2 separate regions of the Ovis canadensis genome follow, and region 2 is linked to region 1. The links are chromatin contacts, called in public Hi-C maps. All regions are on one chromosome and are shown on one strand. Each heading gives the region's core, a stretch centred on a gene start, on an enhancer-like site or on the middle of the called end of the contact. The rest is flanking DNA. Distances are from core to core; before and after follow the strand shown. Region 1 overlaps MAP3K20 (mitogen-activated protein kinase kinase kinase 20). Region 2 holds the start of MAP3K20 (mitogen-activated protein kinase kinase kinase 20).

Region 1 (2,573 bases), core at 20-2,519:
AGCCGTTTCATTCGTGTCCGACTCTTTGCAACACTGTGGACTGTAGCCCACCAGGCTCCTCTGTCCATGGGGTTCTCCAGGCAAGAATACTGGAGTGGGTTGCCATGCCCTTCTCTAGGGGATCTTCCTGACCCAGGGATCAAACCCATGTCTCTATGTCTCCTGCATTGGCGGACATGTTCTTTACCGCCAGCACCACCTAGGAAGACCCCTATCACCCAGACCCTACCGTTAACTTTCACTATGCTTGCTTTATCACATAGATGACTTTTTAAAAGACTAAACTGTTTCCTTTCAGGAGTCTTTAAACATACCTCAAAGAGAACTAATTAGTTCTTACCTAACCTGGAAAAATACTGTAATCATTCCAACCTTAGACAACACAATAGAAAAATGACATCTGAGCCTATTATGAATAATTGATTGAAAATAAGTATGGTTCCTATGCAGTGCGACAGTTGTGAAAGAACAAAATCAGGATATTCCAGCATATCTTATTTTGTTATGGTGATTTGACCGTATTGCTATGCTTGTGGATTTTTTCTTAAAGATCTACTTTCCTAAGTCCCAACAAGTGATTATTTTTTTCTCCTTCAGAAACGGCCTTCTTTCAAGCAAATCATTTCAATCCTGGAGTCCATGTCACTCGATTCGAAGCTTTCTGACCAGTGTAACTCATTCCTGCACAACAAAGCAGAATGGAGGTAGGGGCCTCCCACCCCAGGTCACATCAGCTGGCTCCAGGGGGTTGTGGGCGACTGGCTTCGGACAGCACGAGCACCTGGGAACTGGGTGACAGTCCCAATCTCTTAGAAACTGGGGCTTTTTTGTGTTAAAAAAATTTGGAGATTGAATAAGCTCTCCCTCTCACATGTAAGCAAACAGTGTTCCTCTAAGCGTGTTGCTTTATCATATATCTAAGTATTTAGGAAGAATATTGAAGCAGTATCTTCTGAGACAAAAGGCGGTTAGCAGACACTCCTTCTGTGTACACTCCCTGTTAGGAAACGTTAGCCTCTGTGCAGTGAGAAATCAAAATACTGTCTGGTTGGAAATAGGCAGAGTACTTTTTCTGTTGATGGGAGGGGTAGGGAGACTGTAAAAACACTTTTAAAATAAAACTTTCAATGTTATAAATCCTATTACATTTTGTCAAATGTAAACAAGCTAAGTAATGAGAGAATTGTATTGTGTGAGGGGAAGAACTAAGCCAGAGATGAGACACTGGAGCCAGGTCACGTGATGTACAATATAAATAGCATGTTTGGGCTCTGACATTATTTCTCCCTGACTCAGCAGAGATTTAAGTAACTCACCCCTGCTCTTGATAGCTATGGGTAGTAACATGACGCCTCACGCCACCTGCCGATAGCAAATGAATACTACAGGCGCTCAAAAATGACGGAGTTGTTTAGTCCTGTGATTGCACATTTCTTTGGGCTTTCTGTTTGGTGTTTTACAATAACCTTCTTTACTTTTTATTCTTGGAGAATCTCTAGGACCGGTGAGTTAAAATGAATTTTTACTTAGTAATATAAAAGTAATACTGTTTGCTAGAGTCTAGGTATGAGGGACTTTGTTCTGGGCTCAAAAAATAAACAAAACATGTTAGTAATATTTGTTTCCTACAGTACACATCTAATCAGATCACTTCCCTTAAATCAGTATAAGGAGCTCCCATAACTCTAGGACAAAGGCCAAAGCACAAGATTCATGACACCCTCTGTGCTCTTGCTTTATCTTGAGTGTCATTCTACCCCTTAATTTTTGGCTTTGGTCCTTCAACATGTGTCGATTTCTCCCTCACACAGAATCCTTTCAAATGCAGTTTCTTCTGTATGAAATTCATCCCATTTCAGCAGCATACCAGCCCTGATGCCCAGACCCAACTTGGCTCTGATCATATTGTTTCAGATAGTGGCTGAAAACAGCTCTCCTTCAAGCAGGTGTGTCCTGACCCCAGAGCCACTGAGGTTCCGCTTTATGTGCCCTGAGAGCATCTCCTTCACACCCTGTGTTGAAGTTAATAAGCAGGTCTGCAGGCTGTTGTTTAATAATGGCGTGTGTCTTGCTGGCTAACATGTAAGAGGGTCAGATCATCTCTTCTGTTCATCGCTGTAACTGCAGTATCTAGAACCTGTCTTGAACACTGCGGTTGCTCAGCAAATACTTGGAGAAGGAAATGCCATAGTAGCAATAATATTGAAAGACGTCGCCATATTACACAGGAGGATAGAAACATGTCAGTTGATTTGTTTGCTTTGATAGATGTGCTCTTGTATTCGTTCATTCAGATATTCATTAAACCTTTGCGAAAAGTTCTTTAGGTGTGGGCTCTGGTGATGAACAGAACAGTAACAGTGCACTTGGGGTTTAATATTAGATTACTAAATACAGATATACAAATAACTTTCTCATTACTGTTTTGATAAATATTAGGACAGGACAGTCCTGGATGTCTGAGACTATAAAACCATGAAATCTGATCTAGTCTGAGGGTTTAATAAAGGGATTCCCTGAGGAACTGCTGTTTGATCTGTTAGCCAAAGGATTAGTAGGATTTTAATACTACT
Region 2 (2,573 bases), core at 25-2,524, 110 kb before region 1:
TGATGTATGGCAAAACCAATACAATATCGTAAAGTGAAAAAATAAAATAAAATAAAAAATAAAATAAAATTTGAACAACAACAAAAAAAGAGCACTGGAGTGGGTTGCCATTGCCCTCTCCACACTCCATACCTAGGTCTGTGCTAAAGAGCCTTAGTTTTCCCTTTAATGGTTAGATGGTTTATGGAATTCTTTGATTACCTATACCAGAGTTTTGTTTTTCATTTTTAGCATGACAGTTTTCACTAATCCTAATTTTCAGTTCCCCAAATAGAATCAATCTATCAATGCTAAAATTTCCAGTTCTTAATCAAAGGGAAAATTCAAATAATTAATCTGAATCACAGACTAGAAAGTGGGTTTTTTTTTTCACTCATATCTCCTCTTTGGTATTTTTAACTATATGAATGGTTTAGAAATTTTGTATTTCCCTCCCGACCACTTTTCTGAATCGGTTTCCCGTTTCAACTGTGGCATCTCTACTGGTTTTTCCTCCCATGACCTCAAACTCAACAGAAAGCCAGCTCCTAGTCTGCTTATCTCTATTTTTGTCAATGACACCATCATTCTTCCAGTCACCCAGGTCTGAAATCTTGGCATCATCTCTGACTTTTTCTTCTTTTCACTTCTAGTGGATCACCAGTTCTTGTGGCTTCTTCCTGAAACATGTCTCTCAAGTCCGTTTCTTCTTTTCTAATTCTATTCTGTATGCGCCAAGTCCTGATAACCTCATAACCAGGTGGTCACCATATGCTGCTTCCTGGTTTTGCCCTAGCAACCCATCCTGCATCTACTGTGGACTGCTAGAAATCACCATTAAAAAAAAAAAAACAACCCACAAAAGCTATTTCATTCCTTGGAGTCTTAACTTTCCCCAGTTCCTCTGTGTCCATAGATGATAAAACTCAAACTCAGTGAGCCCTGGATTGTGCTGCCCGTATCTTTGGAACCTAGTCTCCCGTTTGCTTCATAGAACCATCCTCCTCACTGATCGTAACTTCTCTCCCCTGTGCTGGTTTCCACCCTTTACTCACCCCTGGAATGCATTCTAGTTTCATCTGAAATCGGCTTCGCTAACGTCAGCAACCAGGGGAACAGACCAGGACCCCTCCTCAAAATTACGCAGGTTATCTACTGATAATTTCATTGAAGCAGCTTTCAGCCCTATCTCCCTAGAAATATCTGTACACGTCGGTCCTCTTCCCAAGTGGATAATTAACTTCTGGCCCGCACGAGGCAACCTCCCTCGTCTTTGTATCCCAGCGCTTTTTTCATAGTAAATGTTTATGGATAAGGATGGGTTGAGTGCAAAGATGTGAAGGCACAAAGGGGCGCAGAGACATACCCCCTCTCCCCGCGCCCCCACAGTATGGGGTGCCGTGTGAAGCCTGCGGCGGCCTGGCAGGGTTCCAGGGCGCGGGACGCAAGGTGCCCTAGGGGGCCAGCCCGGGAGCCGGAGCGCCCTCCCCCGCCTGGCTGTCTGGCGCGTCTGCGGGGCGGCCAGCCGGGCGTGCGTGCGGGACGCCTGCAGGGAGGCCCGGCGGTTCCGCGCTCGGAGGTAGGTGGTGCTGTTGCCGTGGCTGTCTTCCTCATTGGCGCGGGGCGGAGAGGCGGAATGTTCAACTCCTGACTCGGGCGGAAGCGTGGGAGCCGCGCCGCGGGCAGCCGTCCCCTCGAACCCCGGTGGCCGTCCCTGCCCTCGCCGCGCGCGGGGCCTCGGCGCCCCCGGCTCTTGCTCGCGCCCGGCCTGGGAGCCAGGTAAGGGGCCGGGCCGGAGGCCGCGGGGGAGAGGGTGGGGGGCAGGCCCATCGCGATCGCGACTCGTCCCGGCGTCGCGGGCCCAGGCCCTGCCGCGGTCGATCCGGAGCCGGCGTCCCGGGCTCCCGCGGCCTTGCGCAGCCGGGAGCGGCTCGGGAAGTTCGCGCGGATCCGACGCAGAAGTTGGCGCCCGGAAGAGCGGGGCGCAGCCGGGGCGTCTCCGGCCGTCTCGGCCAGCCGTGCGGCGCCTCCGGGTCGCCGCCTTCCCTCCCCGGACGCCAGAGCGCCGGCCTCGCCGGCGGTGACCCGAGCGTCTCTCGCGAGGCGAGGCGCGAGTCTCCCAAATCAGCGCAGGGTGCAGGCCGCTTCCCGGCGGAGGTGTTCGCGGGCGAGGAGAGCCCACTAACTTCTGCTTTCCTGCCAGCCGGCCCAGGAGCTCGCATCCCGCCCAGGGCGACCGCGCCAGCCCTGCGCCGTGAGCGTGGAGCCCGCGCCCTCCCGCACTTCGAGGGGCCCCCGAGCCTCCCGCGGGCGCCAGGGTGGCCCCTTTGCCGACCCGCTGGCGTCTCGGATTCCTGGGCCCGGGAAAGTGCACCAGGCCTGGGGGTAAAGGCTGAGGCGGCCGCCAAGCCGCGTTGGCTCCTGACAGCTTGCAGACAAACTTTAACACAAAACTGACCAGAGGACATCGAGTTGCTTACTGAACGGGGCAATCGTTGTTAGAGTGCTGAAAATGTTCGTTTCTGATGCGCCTCTGGGTCTTGCATAAGCACTGTTCATAGGGAAACTTAATTACTATTTTTCTTACTTTCTTT

The links. Hi-C and Micro-C count contacts between places; a contact is called where the count stands out from the background.
Region 2: a Hi-C map of lung shows a contact between it and region 1, with 4 times the contacts expected there. The contact joins the promoter of MAP3K20 here to the enhancer-like site in region 1. A contact is called at or near these places in 2 of 2 Hi-C or Micro-C datasets (fibroblasts and lung).

Annotation. Positions count from the first base shown.
Region 1 is chr2:142,062,092-142,064,664 of ARS-UI_OviCan_v2, reverse strand. It overlaps MAP3K20 (mitogen-activated protein kinase kinase kinase 20), which reads left to right. Exons shown (of 20, transcript XM_069577192.1): 10 at 598-704. Among named protein-coding and RNA genes, the nearest start is that of TRNAE-CUC, 86 kb to the right of the region's middle. Within about 2 kb of position 1,269, the one cell type or tissue checked has open chromatin away from gene starts, as enhancers often do. A contact at or near this core is called in fibroblasts, where this site is marked.
Region 2 is chr2:142,175,569-142,178,141 of ARS-UI_OviCan_v2, reverse strand. It overlaps MAP3K20 (mitogen-activated protein kinase kinase kinase 20), which reads left to right and starts at 1,274. Exons shown (of 20, transcript XM_069577192.1): 1 at 1,274-1,558.